Regions from separate parts of the Sus scrofa genome. Here all the other regions are linked to region 3. The links are chromatin contacts, called in public HiChIP or PLAC-seq maps. All regions are on one chromosome and are shown on one strand. The core of a region is the stretch at or near the end of the contact, and the rest is flanking DNA. Distances in the headings are between cores, read along the strand shown.

Region 1 (5,348 bases), core at 611-3,110, 290 kb before region 3:
ACCCTTCCATGTCCTTCCCCTTGCGTGCTTCTGTGAATGAACAATCCACGAGTTTGTTTCCACAAAGAGACCCCCTTCCCAGATCTGTTCATTTCATGGTGACCGCAGCAGGTATTCATGGTAAATACATCAAATCAGTCTCAGGCCTCGAGTAAATCTGGGACTTTCACAATAGCACCTGGATTTTTGCCCGGAGAGAGAGATACCCCAGGCTGTGGTGCTCTCCTTGACCTGCCTTGTAGTGACACCCAGGTTCCTTTTCATTCATTAAGCTCTCTATTCACATGTCCTCTTTTCTTGCATGTTTATTGTATTTTACAATTAAAAACTAAAAGATGTGATGTGCTGAGGGCAACTCTGAGTGAAGGCACCGGTGTTTGCTACGAGGTAGCCCCCGGGGCACATCTCTTTTTGCCTGTGGCGTTGTTTGTGCTCTTTTCCTCTTTCTTTTTCTCTGGAATAGTTTGGAAATGCAAGGGCCAGTCTAACTGTGCAGCTGTTTTTGCCTCCGCCTCTCCCTGACAGCTGGGGAGGGTTTTAAGATGGCCGATTTGTGTGTGTGTGTGTGTGTGTGTGTGTGTGTGTGTGTCTTTGTTTCATTGTTTCATTGTTGTGAAAGAATCTACTCTCCTGGCTCCTGAGAAGCGCCCTTCAGAGTGTTTGCTGGGAGAGCAGCCAGGTACTCCCAGGACCCAGCACTAGCCTCTCGCATCATCTGCTTGATGCCTCCTGTTGCTTCCAGGATAAGTGTACTTTAGTGACATGGTAACTGCCTGGTCAGAGGGATGACAAATATTTATTTCAGGTAGGATAGTTAGGGTTTCTGGAGCTGCTACAGGGCTGGGGATAGTCTAGGGAAGTGTGTCAGCCTCGGGGAGTTTGACATTGGGGCTGGAGAGTTCTTTGTTGGGGGAGGTGGGGCTGTCCTGTGCATTTTAGGAGCCTTAGCAGCATCACTGGTCCTAGATGCCAGTAGCAGCCTCCTCCTACTTGCCTCCCCCAGGTGTGACAACCAACAGCATCTTGAGCTGTTACCAGTTGTCACCAGTTGAGAGCCCCTGGCTTGGTGTGAGTGCCCTCCTCCACCATATATCTTGAGAATTTTTTTTTTTTTTTTAACCAAGGCCTGAGCCGTGTGGAAGGTCCCAGGCCGGGGATCAAATCCATGCCGCAGCAGTGACAGTGCCAGATCCTTAACTGGCTGTGCCACCAGGGAACTCACCTCTTGAGCTTTCTTACTGCTCATCCTGAAAGTGTCTTTGAGAGGTTTCTGCTTTCTGTTCCTGCAGCCCCGCAAGTTCGCAAGTTTGGTGTGAAAGAAGGTTCTTAGGTAGAAATGCCCTCAGCATTGACCTTTCCCTGTGCTTCCCCCTTGTGACGTTGTGAAAGCCAGTGAAGTTAGAGATGGTAGATGTAGATCCCTTGAGAGAGGGAGACAGGTTGAGAAAGCAGGTAAAAGGCAGGTGACACCGAAAGCCACCTGGTTCCCTGAGTAACTTTTGAACTTGGGAGGCTCAGGGGTCCTGCCAGCTGGAGGAGAAGCTGTCTGAAAGTTTGCCTTGGGAGTTGGGTGTCGAAATCTTAACCCTGGAAGTCCCCCTGCCTCCTCCCCACAGAGCAGTCTTTGTTCCCCTTGGTTCCCCTTCCCATCAAAGGCTTTTAGAACCCGAGTCCTTTCTGCGGGTGGCGGGGCACGGGGGGTGGGGTGGGGGGGGAATCTTCTGTAGTGGCCGCAAGTTGGCTCTAGAGAAATTTTCATCTTCTCCTTTCTTCTCTGAAGTCTTTTGCAAGTTAGGCTCTGCTGGGCTTTGGATCCCTTGGATTCCTTTAAGAACCTTTGCCTTCCAGCTGTGCTTGTCCTTTGTTCGGTGGCCAGCTTTCCTTGAGTTTTTTTACTTCCTCTTCTCTTCAGCCCAGTGACGTACGTTGTCTGCCGTCTTCTTTTGTGTGTGAATTTGCGGGGAAAAAAAGGCGGTACCAGGAGAGGGGCTCGGGGTGCAAGGGGAGAAGGACTCCTTATCCAACATCATGAGCTGCCCTCTTCCTAGCCTGAGGCTCAGGGAGGCGCCCTAGTTTCCCAGGCCTGTGAATATTCGTCCTTTTTGTCTCCGGGTCACTTGACTCTTCTCAAGCTCTACTTGGCTCTTCCCCAGTGCGGCGCCGCCTCTGCCATGCACTGTGCTATACTCTGGGGAAGCCGAGCTGTGCAGAACTTGTTCTTGGCCCCTAAATGATCCCGTGATGGAAATGGCATGGTTTACCTCTGCCCTGAGCTGGGCAGGGCGGAGTCCCTTCTCCGCAAGTGGGGTTTGGGTGTGTTCCCGAATGTGAACTATACTGACGGAGCTGTGATCCTTCCTCATGGGAACAGAGCTGCATGGGTGTCACAAGGCCTCTTTGGCAGACATGCATACCTTGTCATTGGGATTTTATTTTATTTTTTTTGTCTTTTTGCCATTTCTTGGGCCGCTCCCGCAGCATATGGAGGTTCCCAAGCTAGGGGTCGAATCGGAGCTGTCGCCGCCGGCCTACACCAGAGCCACAGCAACGTGGGATCCGAGCCGTGTCTGCAACCTACACCACAGCTCACGGCAACACCGGATCCTTAACCCACTAATCAAGGCCAGGGATCGAACCCGCAACCTCATGGTTCCTAGTTGGATTCGTTAACCACTGAGCCGCGATGGGAACTCCGTCACTGGGAATATTTAATGCATGGGTAATTGTTTGTAAATTTTTTTTCTTTTTATACAATTTTTAAAGGTTGCTTTCCATTTATAGTTCTTACAAGATATTGGTTCTATTCCCTGTGTTGTGCAACACATCCTTGAGCCTGTCTTACACCCAGTAGTTTGTCCCTCCCACTCCCCGATCCCTATATTGCCCTTCCTCCACTGGTAACTACTAGTTTGTTCCCTATATCTGTGAATCAGCTTCTTTTATGTTATATTCACTGGTTTCTTGTGTTTTTTGATTCCACATGTAAGTGATATCCTACAGGATTCATTTTTCTCACCTGTCTTATCTGACTAAGCACAGTGCCCTCCAAGCTGATGAGTTGTTTTTGATCAGGTTGCAGAGGTGATGACACATGTCCTTGCTTGCTTACTTCTTGAGCTTTAGCTGTCCAGGTAAAATGGGGTACAGCTGTTGATACTCTTTTTTTATTTCTTTTTTGGGCTGCACCTGCAGCATATGGGAATTCCCAGGCTAGGGGCAAATCTGAGCTGCCGCTGCTGCTGCTACATCACAGCCACTGCAAGCTGGAAAGGAGCTGAGTCTGCAACCTACACCACAGCTCACGGCAGCGCTGGATCCTTAACCCACTGAGCAAGGCTAGGGATCAAACCTGCATCCTCATGGATACTGGCAGAGTTCATAACCTGCTGAGCCGCAGTGGGAGCTCCTAGTTGTTGATGTTCTAAGGTTTTTGGAGCTCTAGGCTTCTGAGATTCTCACAAGACTTTCTTACATGGCTTTAGACAATAACCTTTATCTTATCATACTACCTATAGACACATATATGTACCTATTATATATGTGTGTATATGTACATATCTTGGTGTATGTATATGTACATGTTTTAATATGTGTGTATATATATCCTACCTCTTTAGTCTCTAATCTTACTAGATTGTAAACTCCTTAGGGGCTAGGATCATACGTTAAACGTATATGTCATATTTCTTATTTCTTTTGTGGGGTCTTGGAGCATAATGATAGCTACCACTCGTTACTCTGTCTGGCAGAGTGCCAGGACAAAACATGTATCCTTTTGTTGTAATCTTCCTGAATTGAAAACATCGCAAAGTAATATGTGCAAAAATAAAAAAATAATATATGCAAAAATAGTATATACAAATTTTAAGCGTCATAGAAGTCATTACAATAAAACAGTCAAGTCTTTCCTTCATCCTCCATTTGCATTTCTCTCCTCTGTTTAAAGTTACTTCTCACTGTGTATCTGGTATAGATCAACTTCGCCTTAATTCAGATTTATACACACGCATACATGTGCGCCCATGGAGTTCAGTGAGCTCATACTTATCTATATTTGTAGTTTGTTGACTTTTTTTCTTTTTTTTTTTTTTTTGTCTTTTTGCTATTTCTTGGGCCGCTCCCGCGGCATATGGAGGTTCCCAGGCTAGGGGTCGAATCGGAGCTGTAGCCACTGGCCTGCGCCAGAGCCACAGCAACACGGGATCCGAGCCGCGTCTGCAACCTACACCACAGCTCACGGCAACGCCGGATCGTTAACCCACTGAGCAAGGGCAGGGACGGAACCCGCAACCTCATGGTTCCTAGTCGGATTCGTTAACCACTACGCTACCATGGGAACTCCTGACTTGTTTTCTTTACTCAATAAAACTGTATTTTGTCAGTTCTGCTTTGAGCTACTGGTGTTTAGACATTCCAGTTATTACGAAGCGTTTGGCATTTTTGCTTCTCTTCACTTGTATTTCTCCATTCGTGAATGGCACTCCTTTGTCTCTATCACAGAAACAAAATATGATAGGGTTTTGGCTACTATTGGGTATCTTCCTCCCTTAAGTCCTTTAAGGTGCTTGGCTCATGCTTTGAAAGAATGTGGAATTGTAGTTGTTCTCCAAGGATAGATATTTGCTTCACTATTTTCAAATTTATGCTGTTTCCTTGCCTTTTTGTATACACAGTGCTTTTCAATGCACAATTTTAATGTCTTTTTTTTTTTTTTTTGGCCACCCTTGGCACATGGAGTTCCTGGGCCAGGGATCAGATCCTAGCGACAGTTGTAACCTATGCCACAACTGTGGCAATGCCGGATCCTTAACCCACTGTGCTGGGTGGGGGATAGAACCTATGTCCCATTGCTCCAGAGACACTGCCAATCCTGTTGTAGTACCACAGCAGGAACTCCTAGTGTCATATTTTAAAAGACATCCTAGATAGCAGGTAAATTCAATGTCTGTATTACCAACAATGCACAGAACTGGCTGGAAGTGATGACACATCATGACCCAACAGCGGTTATGACCAAGTTCACCCAGGCAGTTGCAGTGACCAAGAGTTCACAGCTTCTGCTCACTCTATACTCTCATAAGATGCTGTTGGCTGTTGGGCACATCTTGCTTTCAGTGATGTTACAATATTAAAGATGAATTAGGCACATCCTGATTTTGGAGATGTTACAGTACCAATGGTATGTGTTTTCTTGGCCATCTTTCTTACAGTTCATATATAACTACCCATTGTTTTAAAAACAGCTTTCAGAACATCTGGTATATGTTTGCATCATAATTTATTTCATGCTTCCTCTGCCAGTGAATCTTATTTCATTTTCACAGCAATTTATTTAGTAGGTAGTATGT
Region 2 (4,722 bases), core at 770-3,269, 500 kb before region 3:
TGATAAAAATCACCTAGACTTTTATTTAAGGGTCTCCTTTTTCCTATCCCTCCCCTCCCCCCCTTTTTTTCTCTTAGTTCAGCTTCTCATTCAGTTAGGAAATAGCAGCAAAAAAAAAAAAAAAAATGGAGTTCCCGTTGTGGCGCAGAGGTTAACGAATCTGACTAGGAACCATGAGGTTGCGGGTTCGGTCCCTGCCCTTGCTCAGCGGGTTAACGATCCGGCGTTGCCATGAGCTGTGGTATAGGTTGCAGACACGGCTCGGATCCTGCATTGCTGTGGCTCTGGCGTAGGCTGGCAGCTACAGCTCCGATTAGACCCCTAGCCTGGGAACCTCCATATGCCGCAGGAGCGGCCCAAAGAAATAGCAAAAAAAAAAAAAAAAAAAAAAGGAAATAAAACTTGCTTTGCTCAAGGAAAAATACAGAGTTTTTCTTTTTTGATATCTTAAGGCTGAAGCTATAGAATGCAGCCTCAGTCATCCAGGTCTATATGTAGATGCTTGTGTGTGTGTGTGTGTGTGTGTGTGTGCGTGTGTGTGAATGTAAACTTTGAAAATCAGGCCTCTCCCCTGATTGACTGCATTTAGCCGAAGGGCAAAATCTGTCAGTTCTCTGTGGTTGTGCAGAGAACTTCCATTCCACCCAGTGATCCTGTTGATGACCATCCTCTTGTTGAAAGGCTTTTGTTTTACTTCTTTAGCAGGTGAAACATTCTGTGATATTGCCTTAATTCCCAACTCAACTAGATTAGACATTATAATCCCCATTTTAGAGATGAAGAAACATACATTTAAAGGGTTTAATGACTTGTCCGAGGCCACAGAGCTCATGATGGCAATAAATTGCCTTTCTCTGATTGCTGTATGGAATTGATAGTAGTTGTAGGAAGTTATTAACTTTTCACTTACAGAAGATACAGAAGATGGATGGGGAATAGTATACCCAATATAGAGTTTGTTCAGATTTGCAGGGAAAAGAGTTAGATTGAGGATGCCTTTACTTTATGGTGAAAGAGCACAGACATTGGAGCCAGATGAGTCCACATACTGGTACTTATTATCTCCATCACATGATTTGTCTGAGCCTTCAGTTTCATCTATAAAATGGGACTAATCATATTATGTTTCTAATAATGAGTACCCTGAAAACAGAAACTTTTGAGGAGATAAAAAATAATGGAGGATGATTGGTATCATGGTTTTCGGTGGCCTGGAAAGTATTTTAGCGACTCTGATTATTTAACAAGCCCTATGGTTGTTAGGTAAGCAGACCGTTAGCTGCTCTAGGGGGAGTAGTAGGGTTTCAGTCTGCCAAGCAGAGCACTTGCGATAGAGGCAAGTTGTAAGGTGGAGGAGCTGACTATACCTCCACACTCTGAGGAGCAGAGTGTTGACCTTTTGTTCTTATGCTTCCTGTGCTTTGCTTCTATGTTATAGAAATAGGTTACATCTGATCTTACCAAACGAGAAAAGGCGGCAGTGCTCCCTGACAGCCTGTGGCCATTTACTGAAACTGAAACAAGGAGCCTGTGATTGACACCCATCTTCTTCAGAGCCTAGATGTGTGAGGAAGTCCTTCTTGTGTTCCTTTGACAAGTCAGAATTTGCACTCCTAAGAGCATAGGTTTTCTATCTCTAAGAGGCCCTGTATCTGTGAGAGCTCAGTGAGTACCATAGGAAAAACCCACCGTAGATGTTCAGGTGATGTTATCTGGACCAGCAGAATGCTCTGCTGTTGTGTCTATACTCCCAGAGAGTACTAAGTTCTTTTCATGTATTATTTTGTATAAACTTCACAAAAATATCTGTGAGAACCATATTATTGCCTCTCTTTTACAAATGAAAAAACTTTCAGCTTTCTGAGCTTCAGGAGCATAGCATTAGCAGAGCCAAAACTGAAACTTTTCTCTGTCACCACAAACTCCACGAACTTTACCATTCTGACCCTCTGTAGCAAACCATGAGACCTATATCTCAATTCCCTTTCCTGAGTATTCTTTGTGGCATACACTTGTTTTGGTTTTGTGGTTTCTATAGTATACAGATAGCTGTGGCTTTGCAGAAAAGCTGTTTGGGTAGAGAACTGGGGTGGAAATGAGGGGTGAATGTTGTTTTAATCTTCAGCATATGAAATAGGCTTTCTTTGTATATTCAAGTCTAAGAGGCTTAAAAATAGTATTTTTTGTTTGTTTGTTTGGTTACTCCTGAAACTTTCAGTGTCAGTTTCCACCTTCCACTTCCTACATGATAATTCCTGAAGCAGAAGCTGTCTTTCTAGTTTCTATACGGTTAAGGTGGAAAGTGAGCTAGAAAACAAAGTAGAATAAAGCTCTCACTTGTATTCTTGTTTCTTATGGTCCTGGATGTCCCTGGGGATCCATTCTGCTACTTTCACATTTCTACATGGGGCACCCAGAAATTTCTTCTGTTCACTCAGGGAAAGCGTTGCTCAGAAGTTTATGATTGCTTTCTTTATTGTCACGCTGAGGTCACACAGGGAGAAGCATTTTAAGAGCAAGCAGTAGTATCAGTTCAGAGTGAGCCCAGAATCCCTGTCGAACTGTTCTCTGCCCCATCCAGTTCAGTGCCATGACACTGGGTCACACATCAGATTGTCATGGCAGTAAAGTCTTAGCAGCTGGCAGCATGAACAGGCAGTCCTGGGAGAAGAGGGTGCTTGGCAGTGATGCCACAGCTGTAGTGGTTAGAACTCCAGTTCTCATACGAGGGCTGCTTGTCGGTCTTCTGTGACTGTTTCTCTCTCAGATGACTGAGGCACACAGTTGCTCTCCACTTCACAGCTGATTAGCAGTGTTTATTAGGATCTTCCAAGTACAAAGCCGTTTGGAAACACGGTCCTGAGCCCCTCATGTTCTCTGTGTGCATATGTACATGTACGTGTGTATTTATGTTTGTATGTGGGGGAGGAAAAACGATGAAAGGGAGGAAATTCAGAAGAAGCCCATTACAGGGTCATATGCGTGAAGTTGGTAAAGAACAATAGAGTACTTATGCTCAAGTACTGAAATTTATAGTCTCTGGCAGAAATAGAGGAAGCCTGGAGTATTCTGACTGAAATACAGGGTTCCAGTCCAAGAGAATGTGATTCTGAGAAGGAAAAATACAAGCCGAGCCAAAGATTATATAAGGCAAATGTAAGGTCTAAACACTAAGAAGGAAAGCGTGAAGGGCACATATGGTTATAATACCTGAAAGGGCCAAAGGTGGGATTTGAGGTACAATTAGAAAGCCAAGGTTCAGGGCCAAGTGGAGATGAGAAAGGAGAGAAAGCTGACCTAGAACAAGTTAAAGGCAGGATCAGAATCCTAAATAGTTTCTGCAGATCACTCAGAAGTTCTCTGTGACTTAGAATTTTGTTTCGGTAAGTTAGTGTGCAAGTGAGAGCAGGGCTGGCTTAAAGGCTTTAGGTGGGGGGCAGGTGGAGTTTAAATGGAGCTTTTGGATCTAGAGCATGGCTCTAGTTGTGTAGTGGGGAGTAGTGGGAAGGGGGTGCAAGAAGGATTTTCATAGGAGCAGACTCCTTCAGTCAGACTCTGGTGGAGCGGCAGATACAGGATGGCTTCTGACATTCAGAATGTATTGATCACCATGATGTGAAAGACCCTAAGCAAAGATATCATAATTTCCCCTCAAAATATCAAGTCAAGAAACCTGTTATCTGGAGGAGAAGATAATACTTGACTCTAGAGTTGAGAGCCTGGGCGATTGCCTAAATCTTGGTAGCTTTAAGTGGGAAAGGGGACAGGGCAAGGTTGAAGGGAAGATACGAAAGAATGATGTGGTTAGAGGGCAGATTATGCAGTCAAACCACGTAGGTTCAGACTCCAGCTCTGCCACCATTGTGTGTGTGTGAATTTGGGCAGATTTCTTATTCTCACTATACCTCAGTTTCTTCATCTATAAAATTGATATAGCAATAATAATTGCACCTCACGGTATCATTATGATGATTAATTGATGTTACTACACATGTAAAGTGCTTAGAATAGTGCCTAACATGTAAGTGCTCAAAATGGTAGCAGTGACAATGATGAGGAGGAGGGAGAGGATGCAGTTTGAGGCTTGATGGTTTAAATAATAGAGGAGTGTCCAGGTGGAGATACACGACAAAAGGAATTGCGACACTGGAGACCTAGAGAACCCAGGCTCAGAGGCCATCTCCATGGAGGTGGTAGTTCAGTTGCAAAGGTGGGTTGAATAGCTAAGGAGGAGGGTATAGAGAGAAAGCGATTTTGCCCCCAGAGGACATTTAACAAGGTTTGGAGACTCCTGTGGTGGTCATAATTGGGGGCAAGGGGTGATGCTACTAGCATCCACTACATAGAGGCCAGGGATGCTGCTGCATGTTTTGCAAGGTGAAGGACATTTCTGTCCACAACACAGAATTATCAGCTCCAGATATCAGTCGTGCCAAGGCTGAAAAACCCTTGGAGTTTCTCCATCACAGTCGCCTGGAGAGTGTGTAAAATTGCAGGAATGAAGCCGATTAACAGAAAGCCAGAGAAGTCCAGGGTCACAGAAACCATGAGAGAAGAGAAATTAAAGACTGAGGAGATGAGTAGTGCTCAGTGGTACAGACAGGTCAGGAGTGGGAGCAAGTGCAGTTGGTGGCTAGTAGACTGGTGCTGGAGGAGGCTGGGTAGCCAGTTTTATGATTTTCTAAATAAGCTTGGTGGTTAAAGGTAGGAGAGAGGATGACC
Region 3 (4,768 bases), core at 219-2,718:
GGGAGGAGAAGGTGGAGACCCTGACAGGCAGAAGATGTGGCTGCTGGACACAGGAAGTGTCAGTCAGTCAACCCTGGCCCCTGTCAGGCATTCATTCATTCACTCATTCATTCTTTCACTCATTCGTTCACTCATTCATTCATTCACTCACTCATTTGTTCATCATTTGTTCATTCACTCACTCATTTGTTCATTCACTCATTTGTTCATTTGTTCATTCATTCATTCACTCATTAGTTCATTCATTCGTTCATTCACTCATTCATTTGTTCATTTGTTCATTCATTCATTCACTCATTAGTTCATTCATTCGTTCACTCTTTCATTCGTTCATTCACTCGTTCATTTGCTCATTTGCTCATTAATTTGTTCATTCACTCATTCGTTCATTCACTCATTTGTTCACTCATTCGTTGGTTCACTCATTTGTTCATTCACTCATTAATTCTTTCACTCATTCCTTCAGTCACTCATTCGTTCAGTCACTCATTCATTTAGTCATTCGCTAAGTCAGTCACTCATTCATTCATGGCTCCACTCATTCAGTGCACACAGAGCATCTACCGTGACAGACAGTGTCCCAGGTGAAGGGCACCCAGTCTCTGTCCTTGAGAAAAGGTGGATCAAGGCCTGGACAGTGCTGGCCACCACGCCCTCTCGGCCAGTTCCTCCTCACCCAGTACCCACTCCCTCCAGCCCCTGGACCTCACGGTGTTTATTCTGATTGAAGCCCATTTCCTTAATCTTGTTTTATGACACTGACATGTAGGGAGAAATCAGATTATAAAGAACACTGAATGACATTTTTTCTGAGTGCGGCCTTTATGCTGAGAGCATGGAAAGTCTTTAAGTATTTTAGGCGAGGGATGGCATTCGATTCCCATTTAGAAAACACCTGCCTGCAAGGCGGAGGCGGGAGGGGGGCTGGGAGGGGAGGGTGGGAGACAGGAGGTGGGGAGAGCATTTGGAGCCTGCAGGCCCTGGGATGAGCGACGATGAGATGACAGGGCCCCTTGCCACCCCCACCTCACCCGGCACATCCACCTGCTCCCAGAAAAGAACGGAGGAGTCTTCCGACCAGGGAAGGCTGTGCCCCAGCAGAGGCAGCTCTCTGCTCCTGTTTGAAGTTTAACCGTCATTGATTGGGCAGCTTCCATTTCTCAGACACCTTCATGTATAATTAATCCCCTCCAATCGGCGTTGTCAGGAAAAATTAAACTTAATCTCTTTTTTTCAGAGTTGAAGAGACTGAGACTTGACTCTGGCTCCTTACCTGACCCAAGGGTTTAGCTAGTAAGTATGCAGTACAAGACCCTGTGGGCTCTACCAGGATAAAGCCTTATTTGGAAGAGACTCAGGTGCCGGACCCCAGGGTGGGATTTCTGGCACCCACCAGCCTGTGGGGGAAGCGTTGCAGAGGCAGTGGGTGCTTCCCAACCTGGGCCCATGGAACAGCCTTGAATGGGTTCCTTGGGCAGGCCTGCCCTGAACCTTCTCCCTCCTCTTTTGCTGCTTTGGGCCTGTGGGGGAGAGTTATGAAGGGGAGGGGGCCTGGGTCTGGGGGCTTTCTCTGCAGGAAGCTTCTCCCCTTGCCAGGTTTCTAGGAGAGGCTTGCCAGCTACCCCACCTTCCCCCCTCTTTCCCGGTCTTTGTTTCCCGTTCCAGCCCCAGTGGCCATAAGGAGAGCAACTGCGCCATCTGCTGGCCATCCTGGGCAAGCTCCGGCCGCGCCCCGGTGAGGAGTGGGTGGGAGGAAATTTCCCTGCGGAAGCGGCTTTGGGGCCTAAGAAGAATCTTGAGTCAAGAAAGGGGCTATAACAAGTGACAAGCTCTTCCACAGGGATAACCCAAGGGACAGAGCCCCATTTCAGCTGGTGGCAGGAAACTGTGCCAGTAGGAGCTCCGTGCACTCAGGTAAGGGGGATACAGCGATGAACAGTTCCGGGGGGGCGGGGGGAGGATGTGCCAAGGGGAGAGGCAAATACATAGGCAATTAAAATGCAGTGCGGTGACATGAACAGTGGGGGAAATGCAGGCAGACAAGACAGGTGATTAAGTTGACTTGCTCCAGGTCCCTGTTAGGTGCTGCTTCTGAATTCAGAGGGCGGAATACGAATTAAGCCAGGATAAAGGAAGGCATTTGGGAGAGAGGGTGCAGCCAGGCCTGGAAGTTTGTGCTGTCATCCTGCTCGGGCCCAGTGCTAGTCTCTCTTTTTCTGCCCCCTTGGGCACTTGGAGGGAATCCAGCACCGCTTCACTTGGAAATGCTGGCCCCTGCGTTAGTGGCAGCAGCTCAGAGGGCCACCCTCTGCCCTTCGCCATCACCCTGGCGAGATTCCCTCCTTCCCACACCCCTTCCTATCCGTTCCTCCTTCTGCGCAGGCAAGACTAGTGTGGTGGGGAGACTGCGGGGTGGCGCCCCTGCGGCCGCAGACCTGAAGTCAGTCACGGCCAGAAAGCACCGTGGCGAGAATGGAGAATGGTGCCAGTTGGTGCATGAGGGCCCAGCACCGGCAGATCCCTCTGCAGGTGTTAGCGTCAAGTGATCCGGGTTGAAAGGGACGCTGCTCAGGGAGACTTAGGAAGATCACTTTAAAATCAATGTTAATTCCGCTAGTCTGCCACTCTGACCAATTTGAAATATTTCAGCCATCATTTACTAATACCAGTCAGATCCTGGGTCTGTGGAAGGCGGGGCACAAATGAACACTTACTGGGGCGCCCACTGCGTGGAGTAGGAACTTTATCAGAGTTCCTGAAATCCTAACCAGGGGCCATCTCCTGAGCCAGTGGGTGTTTATTATACTGACCCCAGAGTCCTCTGATGTCCCTTAGCATCTCTCAATTCATTTATGGTGCAACTTGTTGGGACAGGATTGTGTTTCACTGTGTGCTATGCATCTTAGGTCACATGACTAGTCCAACATTGACACCAAAGCCAAGAAAGTCCTATTCTTCAGCCAAGGGGTCTACTTCCTAGCTTGCTATAAATCTAGGAGAGGCATTACCTAAGTGGTTATCTCCACTTGCAGGTGAGGTGTAAAAGCCCATCAGAGTCTTTCCCAAGAGCCCAGGTCTAACAGAAACTCAGCTTCCTGACTTACCTTAGCTCATGACATTTCCTCAAATAAAGAATGGTTCTTTGGAGTTCCCAATATGGCTCAGTGGTTAAGAATCCAACCAATATCCATGAGGATGTGGGTTCAATCCCTGGCCTCACTCAGCGAGTTAAGGATCCCTGCCCTAAGCTGCATGTAGGTCACCGATGCAGCCCAGATCTAGCATTGCAGTGGCTGTGCCTAGGCTGGCAGCTGCAGCTCCAATTCCAACCCTAGCCTGGGAACTTCTTAGGGCTGCACCTGCAAAAAAAAAAAAAAAAAAAGGTTCTCCCTCCTTGGTATCAACCAGGAAATACTACTAAGAAATCTCCTTTTCTTTCTTCCTTAAGTAGTTATAAAAAGGGCAGAACCACAGAAATATGAACACTGAAGGAAGAAGGAAGTTGTGCAAAGGTCAACATCATGCAGGTGAGAAAATGTTTAGGAACTGCCAAATGCAAGTCATGGAAGTCAGCAGTTACGGGAGCAAAATAATTCTTGTAAAAGTCCAACCACTGGCAAACTTTCAAAATGACAGGTAGCCAGTGTCTTCTAGATGAAAATATTTCTTATATGTCGTAAAAACTCTCACTTCTGATAACATCTCAGTTTATGGAACAAAATAATGAAGAGCCTTCTGAACCACACTGGACTCACTTCCTGAAAAATCTGTCAGCACCAGACCACAGAGCTTGACAAATGACTATGACACACAGTGCCCACTATGTTTGGAGAACTGGTGTGTGTGGGAAAGACCCAAATATCGGTTCCTCCTGTCACTGCCTTTGGACCTGAAAAGCACCGGAAGAGGGAAGTGGGAAGGCAGGACTGGTGGGGGGGGGGGGGGCTAAACGTCGCCAGATGCAGGGGAAAATGTGGCTTCTGTGAAGAACCCGTTTTCTTTTTCCAAAACCAAGGCAGGAATGGAGAGCACAGGCCTCTGAGTTGGGAACGGCCAGACGGGAGTGCTCGCTCGGCCCTGGCCCTCCCTCCTCCTCAGGATCGGGCGCGGACCCCAGGGGACGAGGCTCCACGGACGTCCTCGGCTACGGGGAACAGGCGGTAAGCTCTCCACGAAAATGTTTCCCCCCTTTCTCGTGCCACACTGGTGATGAGGGTTATTGTGAGAAAAGGTGGCGAGACGGCACGTGTGCTGTTTCCGTCCTTTGTTTATACGTATAAACCAGTTTAGGCAAAAAGGAGTCTTTGGTTCAGATGTCAGGGGACAGCAGTTATCAGGTGCAAATATCCCTTTTCTCGTCCTTCCTGGTACACGGCTTCACTATCGGAGCCGAGAGGCAGGAGGCGGTCTTCACCGCCAATTCCAGCAGAAAACGTCACAGGAAAAGACTCAGACTGGCCCAGTTTAAGTCAGGTGCAGTCCTGGGACAGTCTCTGTGGGACACGAACATCGATCAGGATTGAGCCACGTACGCAGCCCTGTAGGTTGGTAGGTGGACGGTGCTGGGCAACCTCACCACTGAGATCTACCGTAAAGTTATTTCTTTTCCTTCCTTCATCTTTTTAGTTTGGGCCACACCCGCCGCACATGGAGGTTCCCAGGCTAGGGGTAGAATCAGAGCTGCAGCTGCCGGCCTACGCCACAGCCACAGCAAGGTGGGAGCTGAACCAAGTCTGCAACCTCTGCTGCAGCTTGTGGCAATGCTAGA
Region 4 (5,212 bases), core at 303-2,802, 330 kb before region 3:
GGAAACTCCATATGCCACGGGTGCAGCCATACAAAATTAATTAATTAAACAAGAATCCCAGAGGTAAAGCAGTCCCAGTTGGGTTAACTCAGTAGCTCAAATGGGTCATCAAAGGGCCAATTCTTTGCATATTTCAGTTCTCTTATCCTCATACTAGGTCCCCTCATGGTCGTAATATGGCTGCAACAGTTCCAAGCATCGCACCCAGATACTTAAATGTTAGAATAGGAAGTGTTCCTGTGAGTTTCTTTCTATCAATGAGAAAAATATCCTTGTAGAAGGCAAAGATTCCTCATCATGTTTTATTGGTCATAATTGTGTCATATGCCCATGTCTAAACCAAAAGGGATCAATCACAATACAACCATTAGACTAATTTACTTCTAAACACAAGGATAAGGTGACCTTTCTAGGACTGATATGAGGGAGGGATGGACACCCAAATATGTGTGGGATCCTGCCAGTGAAGAAGGAAGGGGAATAAGCTGTTAGGTAGGCAACCATCTGTTTCTGCTAAAATTAGGATGCAGGGCAAAATATGTTTAGCTAACTAGATTGAATTTTGTCTTAGCCATGGGATATGCAGAAAACTTTTTAGGTGGTGACACTGGTTACTGAAAATTATTCTAAAATATATTAATTTCCTTTCTCCCCTGTAAAGGAATGTAAAGTAGAATGACACCTTTGGTAACTCCAGGCCATGACACTCCTCTTCTTCTGCCCTTTGAGATCTCCTCTTTTATCCCCATCCTCAGGTAGGCAGGAGTGAGCCTCGACATCCATGTCTGTACAATGGGCTCCTGAGTCCCTGGCCATAGATGATTGGAGCTGAGGTATGGACGGTGGACCCCCAACTGGACTGATCAGCTTCTCTTCCCTAGGAATTTGGAATGGAAACACCATCTGATTGCATCAGTTTCTTCATGTGCTTGGGCCTGTAACACAAAATCTCCAGAATGATTAGGCAACTGTTCTTCTGCCATTTGGAATGTGAAAATAAAGCTGATATTTGGGAAAGTACAAGTAAGATAGGTATATGGAGAGACAGACACTCCATAAGTCCCCTTGATATCCACCTCCCCCCGTCCCCATACACACTCACCTATATCCAGATCCAAATGAGCTTGGGGAAGTTTACATTATTTGCAGCCAAAGAGTCCTAACCCATACCTAGGAACACAACACCCCTTTTCCAGAGTGACTAAGGATTCTGCAACAGTTTAAGGTTATCATTAAGAACCTCCAGTCTCATTAGTCATAACTCTATGTGCAGAAAACAAAGGACAATGAGTCATACCTGTCATAAGTTCACCCCAGAAGTTGCTACAAAAGTTGCCTTTGTTCCATGTAAATCCTCTCTATGGTTCAGTTTCTAAAGCTTTAACTCTTTTCCTTAAAAATGTATTTAAATTAAACACTCCACAGTAAGGACAACTATCAGCTGAGTGGCATCTGTTGTGTTGTGTTGTGTGTTGGAGAACCAGAGAATTGGCCTCCTACATACTGAGTTCCAGCTATTTGCTTTCTGTGTATTGCCTACTTCCATCCTCACCACATACTATGTAGCAATCACTATAAACCATTTTACCAATGAGGAATCCAGGTCTCAGAGAAGCGCATTGATTTTTTTTTTTTTTTTAATGTTCATAGGGCTAGAAAGCCATGGAGGAAGATTTTAAACCCAGATCTGCAGAGAACCAAAGCTAATGATGATGTTTTCACTACTCCACATTGTGATACCAAAACAAACAAACAAACAAAAACTGTGACTGATCTGATATCCTGTAGGTAAATTCTGATTAACAGGCTTTTGACCTTGGCTATGTTAAATGTCTGTCATAATAACATCAAATATTTTATATATTCAGGTACAGGGAGGATGACCTGTTAGACCCAATCTATTAAGGATATTTCTGCATTTTCTAAATTAATCATTGCTACATCTAGTAGGAGCAGAGGACAATAATTTTTCACACCTTATTCATAAGGGTGGAATACCCAAAAGCCAGAGAAGGTAAGTGATGGTCTTAGAAATAGTTTGTAGCCATCTGGTTCTGACTATCTCAGTAGGTGTGCCTTCTTAAGCAGTTGGTTTTTCTCCACTAATTAAGGCTGATTGGAATTTTAGAGTTTGGCTTTGTTTTTGTTTTCTCCCATCTTTCACACACTCAAACTCACATGCTGTCTTGCTGCTGCCAATTAGCAATAATGTTGGAAAAGAGTTCATCCTGGCTGTTCCCAGCTTGTATGGGAACCTGTCAGAATGAGATTAGGTAGATTCAGGCAAAACCGTACACTTCAGTGTGCTTTGTTCCCAGCAAGACAAGTGTTTAGATTGTACTTTCCAAACTCCTCAAAACGATCACAGGCACATAAAGCTGCCCCCTGGAAAATGTGGCAAATCAGAACTAAATTTTTACCTCCTCCTGTTGCTATTCTGAAGGCCAGTTGATTCTTCTCAGCCTAGTGAATATTTTCTTTGTTTTATTTAGATTTTAGAAAATAAAGTGGTTGACCTGTTTGTCTTCCTTACAAAGAAATGTCACAGGCTTATTTTGATACATTCCATTACAGACATAAATTGTAGAAAGGAAAGTGTAGATGCGAATTTGTAATGCTGTCAGTAGCCCTTCCTGTAAATCTTGCCAATGTCAAGAACATCTTGAGGAATGGAAACTACAGGAAAATTCCAATTTGTCAAAATACCCCGGGAATGGGAGATTCCAGGTTATCTCGAATTTACCCAGAAAATCCTTTTTCACATCAACCCTGGATGTTGAAATCTTACTGAAAGGTATGAGTCGAGTTTCCTGCCCTAAGAAGCATAGTTTACTTTGAATGTGATTTAATGTTTCTCTGACACTTTAGGGTCAGGCTGGACATTCTGGACCCCAACTCCCATTGTCTAGAAAACAAAACAGGAGATTGGATACAATTTGTGCTTGACCCTAGGACAGGTTTTTGAAGTTCCTTGAATAAGCTTCTTCTTTCATGTATTTTATTCCTTTTTCCTTATATAGGGGGAAAAAAAAAACTTGGAAAACTGAGGAGTTTGCCTATACAAATTCCAGTACAATCAAGATTTTATTAATTTCAATTTTTTGGTTTAGTGCTAATGAAGGATGCAACTAAGGACTCAGCTCTCAGGAGTTGGGAGTCTTTCCTAGCATCACCCCTCCCCTCTCCCCACCCCCAGTAGGAACAGCATGGAACAGCAGGGGTTCTGCATTTGGTCATTTCTTTCCAGATCATTTTGTCTCTGTCTAGACAAGGGTTTCTCAACCTTGGCCCTCCTGATATCTTGGGCTAGACAGTTCTTTGTAGGAGACTGTCTTGTGCGCTGTAGGGTGTTCAGCAGCATTTCTGGTCTCTACCCACCAGATGCCAGCAGTGACAGGGAAGGAGAAGGATAGTTACACAGGTAGTTGTAGAAGTCTCAATAAGGGACCATAGTTAGAGAGGGAAACCTAGGGAACTTTGTGAGACCACTCTAAGTTAATAATTGCTCAAGAAAGCCATCAGAACCAGGCCGGCTTGACTAGTGGAGGCATGAGATATGCCTCAGGTCATTGGGTGGGGATGGGCTGAAGCCTGCATTCAGGTTCAGACCAAGGGCAGGAGTTTAAGGATCACCCTTCTACTAATTTAAATAAGCACCGTGATAGTCCTAGTTTGACCTTATAGGGTCAGATACTCTCTTACTGGATTCCAAGGAGGAGCTACTACTTAAAAAAAGAGGAAGAGATGGTCTTTCCCCTTCCCCCACTCCCCTTGGATGATAAAACTGTAGCCCACCTAATCCTCGGGACAGAGCCTCCTCACCTGCCTGCTTGCATCTCTCAGAGGTGTCCTATCTTAATAAATCTATTTCTTCCCTATCACTTTGTCCCTTGCTAAATTCCTTCTGCTCAGAGGCATAAAGAACCTGAACCTCAGTAAGTCCAGACACCAGGTGAGTGAGTCTAATTTTAAAACATTGGGGGAGTTCCCGTCATGGCGCAGTGGTTAACGAATCCGACTAGGAACCATGAGGTTGCGGGTTCGGTCCCTGCCCTTGCTCAGTGGGTTGACGATCCGGCGTTGCCGTGAGCTGTGGTGTAGGTTGCAGACGCAGCTCGGATCCCGCGTTGCTGTGGCTCTGGCGTAGGCCGGCGGCTACAGCTCCGATTCGACCCCTGGCCTGGGAACCTCCATATGCCGCTGGAGCGGCCCAAGAAATGGCAAAAAGACCAAAAAAATAAAAAATAAAAACATTGGGTTCAGGTCCCAATCTGGGTCTTGGCTCGGTTCAAGGCATAAGTGCTTCAGTTTCAGCAGCCAACCCCCAAGTTGTGACAACTGACAATATCTCCAGATAGGGCCAAATGTTCCCAAGGGGCAAAATCCCAGCCCCCCGCCCCCAGCACCAGCTGAGAACAACTACTCTAGACAGAGACACAGTTATTCTTTTTTCCCCTCCCGTTATCAAGATTATGAGTTTTCTTGACCTTGGCAAGTAATTTCACAGCACATTTCTTAGACTATTTCGTGGAAGAACAAAAATAATTCTCATGATGAAAGTAATATTTTGATGTGAATTGTGTGAGGCAGGCCTCATTAAAACAAAACTGTAGGTTTGGCATTGTTTTTAGAAGGTGGTAGATTTGTTTTCTGAATCAATTATGACTTTGATTTTTAAATACCAAATTCTTATACCCTCCTACATTTCCTTTGAGGTCATTGTCATTATGGACATCAAGTCAGTGCCTTAGCCACAGCCTCTCGTGTTGTACTGTCATCTTCAATTTCATATTTGCATCCATCTCAGAAATATTTTTACTACTGTTGCTGCTTCCCAATTCTTAAGAGATTTTTCACTCACTCACTGTTTTTGAATCCCTTATTCCCTCTTTCCAGTGGATTGAGTTACATTTAAAGTAGATGTTCTTAAAGAATAGTCAGTAGATTTAAAAAAAAAATCTGCTAAATTGGTGAAATTCGGGAGTTAGTGTTATATCCCTGATTTTAAGCCTACAGAGATATTTCTGCTATGGAAGGGGGAGGAGTTAAATTGTTTGGATAAGCAGATTTTTCTGTCTAATGCTGTAGTGGAAGTCTCTATACATAAATCTTTGCACACACATCTCAGCAGCACTTGCAGCTAAAATTTGGGAAGACGAATACAGGGTTAAAGGATATAAATATTTTAAGGTTCAATACATATTGCCAAATT
Region 5 (4,677 bases), core at 1,653-4,152, 420 kb before region 3:
TTTCTACTTTCTTTTTGTCTTTCTCTTTCTTTGACCTAATTACTTCTTAATGACACTGCAACCACTACTTTGTAGCACCCGTAACAACAGAAGGGATTAAATCACAGTTCATATCTGAACAGTACAATCAGCAATAATAGGAAAAGGAGTGGGGAGGGAGAGGGAAATTGTCCACCTTTACCTGAAGATCATGCCTGGCTCAGACCCCAGATTCACATCATACTCTGAAGAAGTTCATAAATTCTGGGCTCTGCTCAGCCTGAGGAGGCAGGCAGTAGTATCCCATCCTCAGGGTGAGATGAGCGGTCTGTTGAAGTCACGCCGTTACAGAATACATCCTCCCCTGCTTGCTTTCCCTTCCCAAGCCAGCGTGTAGTTGAACATCGACATGTCCCAGGCCAGGAGGTCAGGTGGTAAAGAGCTTGAATGCTTTGCCTGGCTCTGGAAAACGTTGCGTCGGAGTGAGGTGCTCTGGCTTGCAGGCGGCCATTTGCTGCCTCACCGTTTTTAGCAGGATATCTGGAGATTACAGGCGTTAATTGAAAGTAACTTCTCTGTATTTGGTTTCTCTCCACACATTCAGGCTTCTGGGACCTTTGACCCAGTTGGATGGCTGTATCCTAGTATCAAATATAGCGTTTTCCAAATGGGAAGAACCATGATAGACAAGTAAGACTCCCCTTTGGCTTGGTGAGGGGTGGCAGTGGTGATGAGTGTCGGTGGGGTGACTGTGGGTGGAGATGATGGCAAAGACACCACCGATAACAACAAAAAAAGGGGATTTTCTCAACACTTAAGCCAGTTTCCCACTTGCTAACAGGTGGGTTCTGATCTGTTTTCTCTAAATTCCGTTTTTCCCTAGAAGATTCTGGCCTGTCTGATCAAAAAAGGGCATTCCTTCTGAGACCCTGTCTAGCCCACTTGTGGTTACACTATATTTGTCTGTTAATTTCATCAAAACTAGGTCACCTTTTAAGCCCCTTTCCCCACTCTGGCATGAGGACCAGACATGTGGAAGAAGAATTAGGTCACCTGGGGGTCCACTGTTGCATATGGTTAAGCGGTGTAAAGAAGCCAAGATTTCTAGAAGTGTCTGTCTTTTGCCATTTCCAAGATGGTGAGAAAATCCATCTGGAGTGTTTATGCCCCCCCTTGATAGCCAAGCCATGGGCTTTATTTTCTGTTGCACTGCTGAGGTTAGTCACTGCCCTCAGAAGAGACAATTTCACAATGACTTACTTGCTAATAATCAGTGGAACAGTCTCAGGAGGATGTGCACAACGGCTGTGTTTCTTCAGGCCTGGCACGTTGTCAAATGGCAGGCTTGCAGAACAAATGAGAGGCCTGGCCTGGTTCACAGGGCAGGCAGAGTGATCCAGAGTTCAGGCTTCCCCTGGCCTTTTATCCTCCCAGGCTCCTTCCTCTGCTCCTCCGCCTCTTCCGGTCTCTCCATCTGGAAACCATGAGCCTCATGGATTCCAGGCACAAATTCTCAGATTTCAGATGTTTGGGAAATTTCTTTGCTTGGGTCATTCTTCAAGAGTAAGAGAATTCAATTTGGGAGGAAGAGCAGCTGAGACCCTTCCACTGAAGAGAACATACATAAGGGGTGGATCCATCCCCTCACCCTCTCAGCTCCAAACCCTCACACAATGTCTGATTTCAGAAAAAATATCGCGATTTCCTCATGGGAGGGAACAGAATAGGAAAAACAAAATCTCCACTCATGGCAACTTATTTTTTTCCCTTCTGAGGTAACTGGCGTTAGATAGTTGTAACATAGGATGTAAATGATTTTGTGTGTGGTGTTGGGGAAGAGGCGGGTCTCTGAAGGGTAGACAGACCTAAGAGTGATGGAATGAAGTGAAAAGTAAAATGTAGCCTAAATTGTTCAGGAGAGACTGTTCACATTATAAACCGCTTACCCCCCGTGTTGCATCTCCAGGGCATAGAGCAAGGTGTGGTCTTTTGTCCTTGGAAAATGGAATGAGCTTTCTCCTGATAACTGGGTTTTAGTAGCAGGCAGACTTGGTTCTAGTACTGGCTCTGTCCTTAACTAACTGGACCTACGGGGCTTAGTAGCACGCGTGACACATAGGAGGAACTTAGTGGTAGCTTGTGACTACCGTGTGATGACCATCACTCATCAAAACGGAGTCCTCTTTGGGCTGTTGATCCTCCCCAAGGCTACTTCTTTGCCCTTTCTGCCACACCCATCCAGTTACACTTCCATGTTAATTATAAGTATCTCAAATTATATGTATTTATTTGTTCATGTAGTTATTGTCTGTACCTCTTTGAAGCTTGTATTGTTTGTTCAATGCTGTATTATCAATGCTGATAAAATTGCCTGACACGAAATAGATGTTCAGAAATATTTGTGGACTTGCTAACTGACATCTTGCTGGCATTTGTATCCAGAGTTACTCCAAATATTACATCTTGATGCAGAAACCTGAGAAACACTTTTAGCGACATTTACCCCAGCATGAGCGTCCACGTGGTGCCACCAAAAGGTATCTGCTCTTCCCAGGAGAAGAAGAGAGTTAGGAGTGCCAGCCCTGCTCTGCCACCAATAAGCTGTACAGAGTTTGGCAGGTAGCTTCCCTCTCAAATACTCATAAAATGAGGAGCAAGAGTCAACTAGATGGAAGGGTCTCTCTGCCTCTTCCACTCTTAGATCTTAGCGTAGGAAGAAGTGACAGTGGGAAGGGAAAAATGCTTTCTCTAAGAATCCCAGCTCTTCTTCCTGTGTGTGTGTGTGTGTGTGTGTCCCATGTACGTGCTTGTGTATGAGAGAGAGAGAGAACATGAGAACTGGGGCTGGCCAGGAGAACGAGGCCAGTTATGGAGAGGGACATCTTGCCAAATGCTTTGGACTGCGTATTCCAATTCCCCCTAGACTCACGTATTAAAATCCTAACCCCAGGGTGATGGTATGAGGCAGCAGGGCCTTTGTGGAGCAGTTAGGTCACGAGCATGGATCTCTTCTGTGAGGAAACAGTGAGGAGTCAGCAGTTTGCAACCCCCAAGAGGGCTCTCCCCAGAACCTGACCAGGATCTCAGACTGCCCGCCTCCAGACCTGGGAGATACAGATTCTTGCTGATGGACCATCCAGTGTCTGGTACTTTGTTATGGCAGCCCAGGCACACTGACACCAGATGTGCATAAGCCATGATAGAATATATTGGAGTCAAGTAAATGGAGTGGCGAGGGGGCTAAACAAAGCTGAACAGATTTCTTTCCTTTAGGACTTCTTGGACCTTGTAATATGTTCAGTTGCATTGTGGAACTTCAAGAAGGGGCTACGACATGGTTTTCTGGTGTTCCAGCTAACAATTTTAGGAAACACTGATTTAGGGATGAGTGTGATGGACCCCATTTAACTAGTGAAAAAAAAAACTGAGGCCCAGAGAGATTACATGATTTGCCTGAGGTCCTGTAGCTTTTGGGAAACCTGAGTTCTTATCCATGTTTGGCTACCATCTCCTAGAAAAGAGAGTATGTTTACTGGCCTAAGAGCTCACATTAGAACATTCTAAGAGACACCCCAGGATTCCTTCTTTGATACGAAAAGGAAGCATTGCATAGGCCAGAGTTCTTAGGCTCAGGCCTTCACAAACAGCATTAAGCATAATGCACGCTGCCTTATCAGAGTGTATCTAGAACCAGGCTATGGTTTTCTCTCATTGGTTTCCCTCTTTCTCGTTAGTTCTATGTATCTGTTTGTCTGTCTCCCTGCCTGTCTGCCTGCCTGCCTGCCTATCTCTCCCTCTCCCTCTCCCTCTCCCTCTCCCTCTCCCTCTCCCTCTCCCTCTCTCTCTCTCTCTCTCTCTCTCTCTCTCTCTCTCTCTCTCTCTCTCTCTCTCTATCTAGTTCTCTCTTCCCCTGGTACTCTGAGGTTCTCTCTCTCGGTCTCCCAGTTTGAAGGTGCTCAGTTCGTCTTGTGCATTGACCCATCTCTTTATTCCAGCTTAATGGATACATTTGTTTTCTGGACCAGGCCATTAAAAGGGGCATTTGTGTCTGGCCTCCAACAGCATTAACAGTGGACCATTCTCAAGTGCCTCACCTGGCACTTTAGCTTTGAACCTTCATGTGCACTCATGGGGGTATCAGTGTGGCAGGTAACAGCACAGGGGTGGGAGATGCCAGTGAGTGTGTGTGTACGCACACACGCACACAGGTGCTTAGGCGCATGCACAATGCCAGAGGGAAGTGTGCACACGTCAGGAAGAATAATGACTTGGCACCCCTCCAAACTGCTGCTCTTTAAATGTTAGGTCAGGAGTTCCCATTGTGGCTCAGCAGGTTAAGAACCCAACATAGTGTCCTTGAAGATATGGGTTCCATCCCTGGCCTCTGGGTTAAAGATCCAGTATTGCCATAAGCTGCAGTGTAAGTTGCAGGTACGGCTTGGATCCAGCATTGCTGTGGCTGTGATGTAGGCCAGCAGCTCCAGCTCCAATTTGACCTCTAGCTCAGGAACCTCCATATGCCACAGGTGCTGCCATAAAAAGAAAAAAATGAAAATAAAAAATATAAGGTCAAGGTTTATTTAGAGGATAGGGTGGTGTGCATCTTTCTGTGAGCGTGGTGAGAGGCAGTGGACACTGTGCCCCACTGGCACACCATACTCACACAGACAAAAGTCCTGACCCTCTTTTTAGAAAAGA

The links. HiChIP or PLAC-seq counts read pairs in DNA pulled down with a chosen protein or histone mark.
Region 1: an H3K27ac HiChIP or PLAC-seq map of alveolar macrophages shows a contact between it and region 3. The contact joins two enhancer-like sites. A contact is called at or near these places in 1 of 47 Hi-C or Micro-C datasets (embryonic fibroblasts) and 2 of 2 datasets of contacts at active chromatin or transcription factors (alveolar macrophages and skeletal muscle).
Region 2: an H3K27ac HiChIP or PLAC-seq map of alveolar macrophages shows a contact between it and region 3. The contact joins two enhancer-like sites. A contact is called at or near these places in 1 of 47 Hi-C or Micro-C datasets (embryonic fibroblasts) and 1 of 2 datasets of contacts at active chromatin or transcription factors (alveolar macrophages).
Region 4: an H3K27ac HiChIP or PLAC-seq map of alveolar macrophages shows a contact between it and region 3. The contact joins two enhancer-like sites. A contact is called at or near these places in 3 of 47 Hi-C or Micro-C datasets (epiblast stem cells, fibroblasts and undifferentiated spermatogonia) and 1 of 2 datasets of contacts at active chromatin or transcription factors (alveolar macrophages).
Region 5: an H3K27ac HiChIP or PLAC-seq map of alveolar macrophages shows a contact between it and region 3. The contact joins two enhancer-like sites. A contact is called at or near these places in 9 of 47 Hi-C or Micro-C datasets (brain, embryonic fibroblasts, epiblast stem cells and 5 more) and 1 of 2 datasets of contacts at active chromatin or transcription factors (alveolar macrophages).

What each region holds. Positions count from the first base shown.
Region 1 is chr2:25,130,138-25,135,485 of Sscrofa11.1, reverse strand. The region is part of intron 1 of LDLRAD3 (low-density lipoprotein receptor class A domain-containing protein 3); the gene reads left to right. Among named protein-coding and RNA genes, the nearest start is that of LDLRAD3, 23 kb to the left of the region's middle. Within about 2 kb of position 1,860, at least 20 of the 83 cell types and tissues checked have an H3K27ac peak or open chromatin away from gene starts, as enhancers often do. A contact at or near this core is called in alveolar macrophages, where this site is marked.
Region 2 is chr2:25,341,513-25,346,234 of Sscrofa11.1, reverse strand. The region is part of intron 2 of TRIM44 (tripartite motif-containing protein 44); the gene reads left to right. Among named protein-coding and RNA genes, the nearest start is that of TRIM44, 35 kb to the left of the region's middle. Within about 2 kb of position 2,019, at least 16 of the 83 cell types and tissues checked have an H3K27ac peak or open chromatin away from gene starts, as enhancers often do. A contact at or near this core is called in alveolar macrophages, where this site is marked.
Region 3 is chr2:24,840,036-24,844,803 of Sscrofa11.1, reverse strand. It overlaps LOC102163604 (a long non-coding RNA gene), which reads left to right. Exons shown (of 7, transcript XR_002341511.1): 2 at 1,238-1,293; 3 at 1,666-1,914; 4 at 3,452-3,527; 5 at 4,016-4,160. Among named protein-coding and RNA genes, the nearest start is that of COMMD9, 23 kb to the right of the region's middle. Within about 2 kb of position 1,468, at least 17 of the 83 cell types and tissues checked have an H3K27ac peak or open chromatin away from gene starts, as enhancers often do. A contact at or near this core is called in alveolar macrophages and subcutaneous adipose tissue, where this site is marked.
Region 4 is chr2:25,168,986-25,174,197 of Sscrofa11.1, reverse strand. LOC106509375 (a long non-coding RNA gene) reads left to right here. Exons shown (of 3, transcript XR_002341512.1): 1 at 1-2,014. Among named protein-coding and RNA genes, the nearest start is that of LDLRAD3, 16 kb to the right of the region's middle. Within about 2 kb of position 1,552, at least 6 of the 83 cell types and tissues checked have an H3K27ac peak or open chromatin away from gene starts, as enhancers often do. A contact at or near this core is called in alveolar macrophages, where this site is marked.
Region 5 is chr2:25,263,661-25,268,337 of Sscrofa11.1, reverse strand. It overlaps LOC102157601 (a long non-coding RNA gene), which reads left to right. Exons shown (of 7, transcript XR_001306887.2): 1 at 1-669. Among named protein-coding and RNA genes, the nearest start is that of LDLRAD3, 110 kb to the right of the region's middle. Within about 2 kb of position 2,902, at least 10 of the 83 cell types and tissues checked have an H3K27ac peak or open chromatin away from gene starts, as enhancers often do. A contact at or near this core is called in alveolar macrophages and subcutaneous adipose tissue, where this site is marked.